4 separate regions of the Mus musculus genome follow, and regions 1, 3 and 4 are each linked to region 2. A link is a contact called in public ChIA-PET and Hi-C data. All regions are on one chromosome and are shown on one strand. Each heading gives the region's core, a stretch centred on a gene start, on an enhancer-like site or on the middle of the called end of the contact. The rest is flanking DNA. Distances are from core to core; before and after follow the strand shown. Region 1 holds the start of Tpd52 (tumor protein D52). Region 2 holds the start of Pag1 (phosphoprotein associated with glycosphingolipid microdomains 1). Region 3 has its middle 19 kb from the start of Tpd52. Region 4 has its middle 20 kb from the start of Gm41996.

Region 1 (3,139 bases), core at 421-2,920, 870 kb after region 2:
GTCAGAGGGAATGACGTAGTGGACTGTAGAAAACCTGACGTTTGAAAGAAAACAGAATTATTGTCCTTTCTGTGCAGGGCTTCACTACATAGCCCAAGCTGTAGTAGTCCTCCTGCCTCAGCCTCTTTGGGTCTGGGATTTCAAGGATGAGCCATTGCACCTCTTTGTGACAATTCATGGTTTCAATTAAACAGCAAGCATTCGTAACTGCCAAAATCTTGTTGTCTTTAAGGAGGAAACTATAAATATTTTTGTTAAAAATAAATTCTCAAAAAGTTTAAATTAGACAAAGGCATTCCCTAGAGTACACACGACTACCTAAAAAGAACAGAAACGAGAATCAGTCATAAATTGAGATGAATATGGATCATCTTAGAGATTTTGAAGACTAGTCATACACTGGAATTTCTGCTCATCATTAAAATGGTTTGCTTTTGGGGGCTGGAGAGATGGCCCTGGGTTAAGATTGTTTACTGCTCTTACAGAGGACCCAGGTTCAGTTCCCTGACTTCATATAGTGCGTCATAACTGCGTGTTGGTCCTAGGGGATTCTGTCAACCTGTTCTGACTCCTACTGACATGAACTCGAGCCCACACAAACAACACAATAGAAAGCTCAGGCCTTACATTTCAGAGACTATAAATAGATTCCAGAGATTATGTATTGTTTTTGTGTTTTTGAGATGGGGTCTCTCATTGAAGTCCCAGCTAGCTTCATGGCAATCCCCCTGTCTCAGGTTTCTGAGTAATGTGATTATGGCATGAGCCACCATGCCTGGCTTGACCTATTTCCTCCTTTTAACTTAGTTCCACCAAGGGCCTGCAAGCGCTGTTGGGTCACAGCAATAGCCATGGAGAGAGCATGAGCAGGGTCTCTGGAGGCCTGGGATGGAGGAAGTGGACTTGGTGATTGTAAAGTTTTACCAGCCAGCTCCCTTTCTGCCTGGAGGGTGTGCCAAAGAAACAAGTTCTTTGTAGAGCCCTGAGGGCATGCCTGACTTTGCTTAAACAAAGGAGCTGAAACACCCCCTGCCCCCAGCTGTGGGAGTTTCAGCCCCCCCACCCCCCACCCCGGAAGCGGTGGGAGCTGCCTGCACCTTCCAGCTACTTCCTATGAAAACCTCATTCTTCCAAAGAGTCAGTTTAAAATTGTTTGACAGTTATTCAGATTCTGCTTTAGAAAAAAAAAAAAGGATGATGGGTCTAGCTTTATTTTTGTATTAGGTTCTGCTTAAAAGGCTGCTTGCTAAACACGGGATGCCAAGCTCTCAGAATCCTGTATAATATAGGGTGCAAGAAAAGTATCACCCAGATGGCATTTTCGGGGAGATTACTGACAGATAATCCTCTCTTGTCCTAGAAGATTAAGTCTGCCCCGCCGACGATGTGGTCAGATGACCGGTCTAAAAAAGTTGTATTTTAAACAATATTCCTGCTAGTGTCTAGTGTTTGTACAACTGAATGGGGCTCCAGAGTGGGGGGCCTCCTTTGTGTACAGAGGGAAGGCCACTCCCTCTGCCCCGGTTATTCTTTGTTCAGTGAATTAGCGACAGGTGGTGACTAGGGCCCTCCTAAGGGAGGAGTCACTACAGACCTGCTCGTGGGAGCCGGAGCCACGCCGGGGCCGGAGCTGGGCGGGGCTTTAAGCCCGGTTCCTCTGGGCCGGAGCTGGGCGGGGCTTTAAGCCCGGTTCCTCTGGGCCGGAGCTGGGCGGGGCTTTAAGCCCGGTTCCTCTTCTCACCTGGGCTGCACAGGTCAGCCGGATCTCCCTCAGCCCGGGGCTCCCAGGCTGCCGCAGCGCCATGCTCGCCTTGCTCGCTGCCTTCAGCTAGCATGGAGTGCAGAGATATGGAGTTGGCTGATGATTACCAATCCCCCTTTGATTTTGATTCTGGAGTGAACAAGAACTACCTCTACCTCTCTCCAAGCGGGAACACCTCGCCGCCTGGTTCACCTACACAGAACGTTGGTAACTATTTGTGTAGTGAGTTCCCTCTGCTGTGTTCTTCAACATGGGAAGTTATTTTTGGTTGTTAACTGTTTAGAGTGGGACAATGAATTTTAAAGTTGGCACCGTCTGTTTCTATGCTCCTTAGAGGTCTGTGGATGTGCGGTGATGGTGAATGACACGGAGGGTCTTGGGGTCAAATAGTGGGTACAGTTTTAAAATCTGCCTAGGCAGTGTCTTAGTAAAGGATGCTTAGGCATTCAAAACCGTTCACCACACTCAAGGGCCTGGTGAGTGTGCTACAATAACACCACAAGTATCAAGGTGAAGATAGGCTTGGGTTTTCCCTTGGGAGACCAAAAGCCATGTAGACAAATAGCTATGTACACCTCACAGTTTCCAAAAGGGAAAATGAAAAACCACCACACCTTTGGAAGCAGCTGTTTCTTCCCATGTGGGACACGGATTTGTTCACAAGGCGGAAACCAGGCTGTGACAGTCTGAATTGATCCCCACATAGGGTCCAGCAGAAGTGGGGACAGCCTCCTTCCCAGCTTGCAGGAAGGATCCTATTGCTTGCCAAGAAGAGGAGATGGCTTAATGAACTCCTCTGTCAGAGTCAAGGAAGCAACTTGGCTTTCCCAGAAGAAGTTAATTATTTCCTTACTGTGGAGAATTGGTTACGTTTTGTTCTTTTTAAACAGTAGAGCTTGGGAAACCTAGAAGACAGTGAAGGACAGACTGTGGCACCTCTGATCCAAGCTGCTGGGGGTTTGGACGTTTGCAGGGCACAGGTGTGTGCTAACACAGCATGCTTCAGTGCTTGGTTATAGCAGCCACCTTTGAGGTATAGTCTGGATTTTCAGAAACCCACATATGTTGATAGTTTCAGGCTAACACTGCCCTCTAGAAGTTGGAAGCTGTTAGTAATGTCTGTGGGAGACAGGGCATGGGAAAAGCATTTTTCTTCTCATTTTCACACTTCCCTTGCCTGTGACCCATGTGGGATCTCTGGGCTTCCCCGTTACCCAGCACTTAAGAGGGGGGATGACCTAGTTCTAACTTGTGGGCTTGTGAATCAGAGCAGGGCTCACAGTGGGGACGGTGGGGCTGTCATTAAGGCTTGAGAGTGGGCGGAGTGGCAGGGTCCCCAGCAGGGACTGGGGAAGATGCCCTGCATCCTTTAGTTCT
Region 2 (3,037 bases), core at 173-2,672:
GACCGACTTCCTCACGCTGCTGCCTTCTGCGCCATGGTAGACTGGACCCTCAAAGCATGGCTCGAACCAAAGCCTTCATTCCCTGAGTCGCTGCTGTTGCCAAACATTTTGTCACAGCAATGAGAAAAGTCACTAGTACAGCCTGGTGGTGAAATCCAGACCTTTATAAGTTCTCAAACCAACGAACCTCTCACCGTCCTCTAAATCCAGCCAAGTTGGATCCTGCATCCTTATTCTCAAAGTACCTTTCCAAGCTGAAGACTGAGTTTAATATCTCCTACACATCCTCCTCTGCAACGTATTAACATTCCTTTCTCCTTTACTCAACTCCCTATTCCCACCCCTTTGCTCCTAATGAGCCGTTTTTATCCAGCCAACTTCACACTACCTGAGTGAATGTGTGTATGTTTAATATCACTCGTGCCTGTTCTTCCCCATTAGAGAAAACAAATGAACTTGTCAGACAAATAACTGTTTGGTTTAGAGTTCAGTGGACTTGGCTCAGAAGTCCTGAGTGTCACATCTGGACTGGTTATTTGTTTCCACACTGTCTATCCCCATTTCCGGGTTGCTTGTTTAATAAGTTAAAATTCAAGGCCAACAAAACCCTTGTCAGATTTATCTGCAGCTTGTTCCAGGCAATATTCGAGTCCTCCCCACCCCACCCCACTCCCCCACACAATCTCCCCTCCCACTCCCTCCCCCAGTGCCCAGTGGGTGAACCCGAACCATAGTGGATACGCCTTGGAAATTCCAAGTTAAAAGCATTTTCACCTGATTCTCAGGCAGACCCACACGCCAGTAGCTGCTCTGGGGTCTCTGTCCTCGTAAGTGGCAAGGAAGAACAGGGTGTGGGAGGCTTGCAGCCCTGGAATAGTCTTGGACCCTATTGGAATAGGGATTCCCCATCCTCCAGACCTTCTGAATGTGCGTAGGCAAGTGTTGTATTACCATACAACCAGCACATTCTCTTGGGGAGCTTTGGGCAAGGCTATTTACAACCTACATACCTGGGCCCCACCTCTCAGAGTCTCCTGTGTTTACTTTGGAGTCCAGCCAGGACAAAGGGCTCCTACAAGCTCCTCAAGTTCTTACTCTGCATCAGATCAAAGTGAAAGGTGTCCTGCAAATTGCAGTCCTTGAAGGTTAAGCAACCATCTGGGTTAAACTTGACCTTTGCAGGCTGTCCTGGGACCCTAAGGCAGTTCCCCATAGACTGCTTCTTAAGGGACAATGGGCTAAGGAGACAACCTCAGTCACAGAGTTTTTGGTCACCAGCCCTGATTTTGCGAAGCTCCAGCTCCTTGCCCTGCAGCTGGCAGCCACATTAGCCTCGCAGCAACCCCCCCCCCGACCCCGCCCCACCCTTCTCGCTCCGCCCAACCCCGCCCGTTGGCACCGCCCCCGTGACGTGCCGCAGCAGTCGCGAACATGCGCACTGAGTCCCGCGCGCTGCTCCGCCTCGGCGCTGTCATTCTCCGCGGCGCGGCGGCCAGTGCGGACTGCGGTTCCCGCCCGGCGCGCGGGTGCTGTGACTGCTCCTCCGGGGCGGACTGGTGACTCTGCAGCGCTCTGGAGCCTCTCGTGCGGGGACTCCGTGGTGTCGCATTCCCTCAGAGAGGGAGACACGCACCCGGAGCTCCGAGCACAGCTCTCAAGGGCTGGCGGCCACGACGGCGTTTGCTCGGGTTCCCGGTGCAGTCCGAGTCTCTGCGGCCGCCCGGTGCGCCCGGGAGAGCGCACCTCCCCCGGCACGGCAGAACCGAGGCGACGAGGATCAGGAGGGTCCTGCGCCCGCTACCACTGCCCACCGCGGGCCAGCCCGGCTGCGAGCAGCGGAGTTGCAGCGCTTTTTAGAGCTCTGGAGCCCCAGAAGACCTCTGCGAACCAGTAAGTTGACTGTAGTTTCTGAAGTTTCGGGCAGCGTGGGAAGGACAGGTTCGTTTTATTCCTGTGGTTCCAGGCCGAGGTTTTACCTCCCGTTAGCGGGGCTGCGGCTGGAGGAAGGCGTACTGGACTGTAAAGGATGGGGCATGGCATTCGAAGACTCAAGGCTGGAGTCTAGGGCTGGCTCCTGCCTCTCCCGAATGTGCCAGCTGGAAATGTGCTAGGGGAGACAGGTGCTCCGAGGGCATTTGGCCCGCCGCTAAATTGCACATTCTGAGCTCCTTGATTTTGCGCCGCGTGGGGTCAGGGACGTCAGCCACCTCCATCCTAGGAAGCTCTGCCTACATCCCCTCCATCCCCTCGGAGGACTGGCACAGAGATGAGAAGCTGAGACATTGCTGCTCGGGCCTGCAGGCTTTCTGCACATCCCACTTCACTCTTCCCTTAGGCAGAAGTTGCCAACCTCCCATAATTGGAGCCTAGCCCTTTAGGGAAAAACAACTTATGTGTCAAATGAGTGTTTTGTGCTCCAAGGCATAGAAAATGAGAAAAGTGCTCTATGCGTTTTAATTCATATGCTTTAAGAATGTGGGCAAGTCTCAAAGAAACAGGATTCCGAGGATGGCTGAGTTGTCCTGCATCTCTTATGTAAGCCTCCTGGCTGGGTACCTTTGCATCTGCAGGGGCTGCATCTGGGCCTCTACTCACTCCATTTTTTTTTTCAAGTCCAGCTTGAGCCGTATTTAATAAAAACGTTGACATGATATAGTGGTTCGTAGTCAGAAACAGGGCAGTCTTTAAATTAGACTGTCTTCTCCTAATAGGGAGCATGGGAGGAAGAACTTGGTGTATTTTTTTCAAGGCAGTTCAAGGAATTAGATACATAAATCATGCTTTAAAATACCATACATTGTACAGAGAGCATGCACAGAACCCTCTTTAGAACACATCCCCTTTTGTTTTAGTAAAAGTGGAGATTTGCTCATACCAGACAATTGTTGAGTCTGAAAGTGAAGTGCACTGATGGCCTTAATTATCTTAATAAACAAAGAGCATGATTTATAGGTAGCTACAGTGGCCTACTTTGAAGGGTAGAAATCTTTAACCTTTCATTCTCAGCTGCCCCTAGAGATTCCTTTTAAGCAGAGCA
Region 3 (3,105 bases), core at 434-2,933, 850 kb after region 2:
TTTTATTTATTAGTATGGCTATCTTGTCAGCATGCCTGTCTGTACATCACTTGCCTGGAGTGCCCTTGGAGACCAGATGAGGGGGTCAGATTCCCTGGATCTGGGCGGAGTCACAGACAGTTGTGAGCTGCCATGTGGGTGCTGGGAATCGAACCCAGATCTTTTGGAAGCACAGCCAGTGAGCCTAATCAATGAGCCATTCCAGTCCCCTTGTGTGCTGTTTTAGAAAAACAAATGTTACTGAGCTATATATACACATGTGTATTTTCCATTTCCTCTGGGTCATGCAGAGCTCTGTATAAGTACCTGCTGGTCACTTCATCCTCCTCAGCTGGTGCATGGCATTACAGAGTATTTATGTGCTATGACTTCATGTCAGGCTGCAGTTATTTTGGTTCTTTCCAGTGGTTTGTGTGTGTGTGTGTGTGTGTGTGTGTGAATTATTATAAGCAAGTGCTTTGTTTAGTTTCCTGCATGAAGTGTGCTTGTCAAGGATAATATGCAGAAGTGAAATTGATGATCATGTGAAACTTTAGTTTAGACGCTGACTTCCTGGTACTCACATGGTAATGCCCAACCATACGCAGTTTGCCTTATTCACCTTCCAGTTCGCAGCTAATTCAGTGCAGTGGAATTGGAATGCGCCAATTGGACCTTTCACACTGTGTGTAGTAGCCTTCGGATTACTGACGTGTGAGAGTGTGTGTGTGTGTGTGTGTGTGTGTGTGTGCGTGTGTTGACATATTTAAAACCCTTTTTAATACTCAAAAGTTTTCCTTTCTAACAACTGCAGACTGGTAAGAACTATGTTCAGCAGCAGTGGGTCATATACATAGAGGGCTGAGTGTCTGTTGTTCTGTAGTTCAGGTTGGCCTCCAATTAGTGATCCTCCTGCCTCAGTCTCCTTAATGCTGGGATTGTAGGGATGCACCAACGTAGCAGTTTCAGTTGGACTGAGAGAGGGACACTGTGAGCTAGCTGCATCCTTTCTGTCCATGTCTCAGAGCTGGATTTCAGGCACACACCACCAGCATCTTCAGCATCTTCAGCATCTTCAGAGTTTTCCTACGTCATGCCGAACTCTGATGCCCATGACCAAGATCAGTGTTGACTGCGGTGTCCTGCTGAGGGGTTCTCCCCACCCCCATGCCTTGGCAGCACTGCCACAAGAAGTAGGGAGGCCTGTAGTCATGGGTGGGCTATAGAGGGCCCACTGTGTTTTTAGTTTTACCAATAACCAGTTCCAAATTTTCAGAAACCATGGGATGGTAAAATTAGGAAGGAAAGAGAAGGGAGGAGGTGAGGGAGGGAGGTGAAGAGGATGGGGGGGGGGAGGAAGAGAGGCAGAGAGAGGAGGAGGGAGAGGGGCGTGGACAGGGAGAAGGAAGAGATGGAATGTAGGTTCATACACAGTTTTCAGCCTCCTTTTGCCTAAATTATTAAAACCAGCCCCTCAAAGCTGCTGCTATTTTAAAAATAAGAGATTCTTCTCCCAACAAAACAAAGCAAACAAACCAATCAGGGCACATATTCCACAAGAAAAGGTATTACTTTTCAGTTTGATTTGAGGGGGAAAATTGCTTTTCCTTTTGCCTCACGCAGATGTTGAGTGCAGAGCTGCCCGCTCCCCCTACGCGAGTGCTGAGGTGTCTGTCAGTGAGGGCTTCCTCTTTGCCTCATGCCCTGGGCCTGGGAACTGCAGAGCTCCTCAGGAAGGAAGGGATGCTGCTGCCGGTCTAAGAGGCTGGCTCTGCCCCTGAGCACCTGTGGGAAGGTGTCAGTCCACGTGAGCAGCTTCCTCAGCAGCCCTGCAGCACACAGATGATCTTCCCGTGCGCACATGTCACCATCTGTGGTGACAAATGTGGCATTTAAAGAATCACTTACTTGCCTTTCGGGTCTTAGCAGAAGGTCACCATGTTTGGCCACAAGGATGGTGGTTTTATCTTCCTTCCGGCTTCTGGCAAGTCTGGTTTTCCTTTCGCTTGAGGCACAGTTGGTGAAGCACCCACATGGTGGCTAACATCCATTGGTAACTCCAGGTCTGGGAGTGAAGGGTGGGGGCTATGTTCTCTTCTGACAGCCGCAGGCACCTGGTACACTTGTGCTACACAGACAGAAATGTAGGCAAGACACTCATATAGATAACAACTATTCTTAAAAATAGAGATAACTTACTTTATGAGGTTTTTGGTGGTCTAATTTCCTGGGATCAGGAGTTGAGGAAGTTGAAGTGTGCCAGACACTTTGATAATTCTTAAGTTTGGTCAAAATGGACACAGAATACCTTGAAACAAGTGGACATAAAAGCTATGCAAAAGGTCTATAGTTTCAGTGCATACCCATCTCACAGATCGGAGACATCCTCTTTGTGGACATCACCTTTCTTATGTGGTTTCAGGGAATCTAACAAAAACCGTGGTTTTGAAGAAAGGATCTGAGATTTGTGTGTGGTGCCTGGCCTTCCCCAGTCACTTCCTGGTCTGAGACCTAATAAATATTTAATGTGAGGAGGCCTCTGCTGAGCTTGCTGGTTGCCATGGAGAGGTGACTGCGGTGTGGAAGACAGGCCTTCAGTGACAGGGGTGATCAGGAAAGGTCATTCGGCTTCAGCTGGAGGTGACTTCCTGTTCTGGCTTGATGAGTTTCAGTAGGGCCTCCACGTGTAACGTTCCCAGTTCCCAGTTCACGTATTGCTTTGTCTTAGAGCTCTGATTTCAGCTCTAACTGTACAATGACAGCCTTGGATATTGAGACAATGAAGACAGATGTTAAGCATTGTTTCTGCTATAATTGTGAAAGAATGAAGTGTTATGCTCTACAGAGCGATATAGAACACCAAGAAAACCTTACTTGGCGATAGCTTTCATTTGAAGAAACATGAACATTCTTCCTGAGTCTGACCATCCCTTCACCCAGTTCTAAATCTGTTTGCAACATCTGTCATGTGTGATGTGTCTCACTTGAAAGATCAGCCAGTAAATGGATGTGACTTTCATGATGATATAAAACCTCTATATTTTATGAATATTATAAGGATGTACCGTAAGTGAGTTTTTAAATTAAAATCCTGGAGAAAGGGCCTTGCTGTGTTGTCCAGACTTA
Region 4 (3,203 bases), core at 331-2,830, 680 kb after region 2:
TGCAGCAGCACACACACAGCTGGTGCTATATTGGTTTGATTTTTGTTTTGTTTTGAACAGAACACACTAAACACACCGAGGGTCTGAGACAATGTAGGCTTTTGTGACTGTGTGAAGCGCTACTCCTAACAAGATCTGTAGACACTGGCCCTAAACTCACAGAGACCCTGAGTGCTGTGACTAAAGGCATGGGCCGCCACCACCCAGTGGGACTTTTGTTTTTTGTTTTTTTGTTTTTTTATTTATTTAGTTTTTATTTTGTTCAAGGTAGGGTTTCCCTGTGTAGCCTTGGCTGTCCTAGAATTCACTCTGTGAATCAGACTGGCCTTGAACTCAAAGATCCATCTGCCGCCTGAATGCTGGGATTAAAGACGTGCATCATTTTCTCTATACATTTCTAAAATGAAAAAATAAAGTTGATCTATTCTTCTTCCCCCACTCCTCCATTCATTCATTCATTCATTCATTCATTCACTTATTCACTCATTTTGAGTTCTAGCAATGGGACCCAGGGCCCACACACAGTTACAGGTCAGGTCTATCACTGAGCTATATCCCAGCCCCAGGTGAGTCACTTCTCAACGGGGATCAGTTCTAGATCGAAAAACTTATCTAAACTATACCATATTAACATTGTGTCTCTCAAGAGTGATTTGCAGTCTGTAGAGTGCACTCAACTATGCGTTTTTGAATGTCCCTGCTTTCAGGAGAGCACTCTGCTAGAAAGGTTCTAACTGCCCCAAGACCTTGACAGTGCAAACGCAGTGTTAAAGCGGATTGCATTCTGTCTGCACCCATGACACTTGTAAACCATACTATGATTATGCTGAAGAAATGCACTACAAACCCCACAGAAGCCTCGCACTGCTGGACAGACAGGTCTCAATCCATGCCAAATCAGAAAATCACGGGACAGCTTCTCTGAAATCTCGCTTGAGAAAAGGTCCATTGTAAAATCTCCAAAGGTCCTGAAAGGCTTTGAGGAGCCAGGAGAAGCAGTGTTCCCACCCATTGGGAGGCCCCCAGTGGCAGCAACTGTGGAGAGGTTAGGAGAATTCTGTGAGCTAGGGGCTTCCCAGGGCGACCACCCCCAGCTCCTCTTTCCTTTTCACAAAACAGAAGTGGGGATTTCGTCTTTGCTGAACAGCCTTTAGGACTTTCCCAGCCTCCCAAGGAGAAGATGCAAAGTGGGGGTCCCCACTTTTAAGGACCCCTGAAGCTCCCCTAGGACTTGACCCTGGTGAAGTGTTTGTAAAGATGCTGCCCCATCTGCATTTCACCCATTAAGCCATCCTGACTAAAGTTAGGGCGTGGTACTACACTAGGCAGCTTCAGAACCTTCTAGATGACATTTAAACAGTTCCGATGGAGAACAACAGCTTCAGGCTGTATATCGATAAGCGCAGGCCTGTGCACTGTGCTTAAAATGGTTGGGAGGGGTTTGGGGTGGGCATGAAGGCCGGAGCTCGGGACCCTTTCACCCTCCTGTACTGTACCTGGCCTTCAGTACTGCCTCCCGCATCCCTTTCCACACCACCACCTCTTACTTTCTGTTTCACTTTTCTTCTTTCCACCTCTTCTGCAGCAGAGAGCAGATTACAGGAAGTAGGAGACAATCGAGTTAAACTAGGTAACTGAACTGTGAGCAGAGCTCAGAGGTGGAGCGCTGGCTTAGAGCCTGTGAGGCCCTGGGTTTGATCTCAGCTCAGAGAAGTGACAGCCTTTTCCAGGGCATAACCCACTATACTCCAGAACAAGCCAGTAGAAGTAGGCTTTACCTCACCAAGGGCAACATGGATTGGCACAGACCCTTTACGTGCCGTGCCCATGCTTAGAAACTATGAGATCTGTTGAAATGGGAGAGGGAGAAATAGAAAGACTTGCTTGTTGACACCCAGAGATATCCATGTCCCTGTGTCATCGGAAAGTGGAATTCTTCTTTTATGCCAAGTACCGGTTGTCCTGTCTCTGGGGGAAAAAATGTCATACCCTGGGCAAGCATGGAGAGAGAGAAAAAAAGTAATTCAGGAGCAGGCAGGCATCCAAGCATCCGACTGAGTATACAGCAGGAGCCGATCTGTGTGAGCTGTGTGTGGTTAAATCAGTCAGGCCTGAGTGAGTCATCTGATACTCTCAGGATGTCTCAGCAGAGAAGCCGCACCAAGCAATGCAGCTTAGGGATCAGACAGCAAAAGTCCCTTTATCATTGAAACCTCCTGACCTCAAAGTCAGTCTTCTGTGTTTACATTCTTTGGGGAAGTCACCTCAGAAGACATAAAGAGGCTTTTGAGCTTGTAGCTTAGCAATTTTCACAAGGATCCAGAACCACCTTTTTCAGTGGCCAATTTAAATGTCTTATTAAACCAGCCTTTGAGCCCAGATCACTTATTAAATATTTGACCCAGGAATCTAAGCCTGAAAAACTAACAACATTAAAAATGACATACAAATAATATGGGAGATGCAGGTATGTTGCTATCTAGGCTGAGAGCATCTAAGCTATAAATTTCAAAACCTTCTTGACTGAAAAAGGAGAGTGCCAGGTAAGTCCATTTGTCCTGAGTCCCACGGTGGGACCAGACCGTGGTTGGCATGGCCCAGAATGAGAAGAGTCCAGGCAAGCAGGAGCTGCAAACTCACCAAACTCTTCTACACTTGACCGTTTGAAACAGAAACAGCAGCAACCAGAAGACCATTTTTTAAAGATGGTCTTTTTGTGGTAAAAATAATTTGAGGTAATGCTCTTCTTAGAAGTTTGGAAGGAATCTGTTGACACATAGCTCCAACAAACTATAAACACCCCCAACCTTTTGTTAGGAATGTATACCGCCAGCAGTAAAGCATGGGGCTTATTGAGATATGAGGAATGCTCCTATAACAGCAAGGAGTACCCACAGGGATGCTTCCAGCATCTGACTAGGGCTCGCATGTGCTGCTGGCTAGGCGTGACAATGGCATCGAGGGTGAAGGTCTTCTGTGTGCGCAGGTCTAGCTCAGGGACAGTATGTTCACTAGTTCACTGATGAGCCTGAGAACAGGCAGAGAGCTGCTGTGATGGGTCAATCAGGGCCTTTTGTGTGCGCCTTTGTTCTCTCTCTCACCAGTGTCTCTCTCACCAGTGTCTCTCTCACCAGCATGTTTATCACCAGTGTTTCTATCACCAGTGTTTCTATCACCAGTGTTTCTATCACTAGTGTGTGCAT

The links. A called contact is a pair of places that touch in the nucleus more often than the background predicts. ChIA-PET counts read pairs in DNA pulled down with a chosen protein or histone mark.
Region 1: an RNA polymerase II ChIA-PET map of memory CD8 T cells shows a contact between it and region 2, with 12 read pairs. The contact joins the promoter of Tpd52 here to the promoter of Pag1 in region 2. A contact is called at or near these places in 2 of 39 promoter capture datasets (the C10 cell line and pre-B cells) and 5 of 115 datasets of contacts at active chromatin or transcription factors (astrocytes, bone marrow-derived macrophages, large pre-B cells and 2 more).
Region 3: a Hi-C map of B cells shows a contact between it and region 2, with 12 read pairs. The contact joins the enhancer-like site here to the promoter of Pag1 in region 2. A contact is called at or near these places in 1 of 39 promoter capture datasets (pre-B cells), 1 of 484 Hi-C or Micro-C datasets (B cells) and 2 of 115 datasets of contacts at active chromatin or transcription factors (bone marrow-derived macrophages and pancreatic cancer cells).
Region 4: an RNA polymerase II ChIA-PET map of memory CD8 T cells shows a contact between it and region 2, with 33 read pairs. The contact joins the enhancer-like site here to the promoter of Pag1 in region 2. A contact is called at or near these places in 1 of 39 promoter capture datasets (embryonic stem cells), 1 of 484 Hi-C or Micro-C datasets (B cells), 2 of 115 datasets of contacts at active chromatin or transcription factors (effector CD8 T cells and memory CD8 T cells) and 1 of 9 other capture datasets (embryonic stem cells).

Annotation. Positions count from the first base shown.
Region 1 is chr3:8,962,677-8,965,815 of GRCm38.p6, reverse strand. It overlaps Tpd52 (tumor protein D52), which reads left to right and starts at 1,670. Exons shown (of 6, transcript NM_001025262.2): 1 at 1,670-1,969. The coding sequence starts at 1,834.
Region 2 is chr3:9,832,064-9,835,100 of GRCm38.p6, reverse strand. Pag1 (phosphoprotein associated with glycosphingolipid microdomains 1) reads left to right here and starts at 1,422. Exons shown (of 9, transcript NM_001195031.1): 1 at 1,422-1,890.
Region 3 is chr3:8,981,314-8,984,418 of GRCm38.p6, reverse strand. It overlaps a transcript of Tpd52 not described here. Among named protein-coding and RNA genes, the nearest start is that of Tpd52, 19 kb to the right of the region's middle. Within about 2 kb of position 1,683, at least 117 of the 459 cell types and tissues checked have an H3K27ac peak or open chromatin away from gene starts, as enhancers often do. A contact at or near this core is called in B cells and bone marrow-derived macrophages, where this site is marked.
Region 4 is chr3:9,152,763-9,155,965 of GRCm38.p6, reverse strand. No RefSeq gene overlaps it. Among named protein-coding and RNA genes, the nearest start is that of Gm41996, 20 kb to the left of the region's middle. Within about 2 kb of position 1,580, at least 158 of the 459 cell types and tissues checked have an H3K27ac peak or open chromatin away from gene starts, as enhancers often do. A contact at or near this core is called in B cells, effector CD8 T cells and memory CD8 T cells, where this site is marked.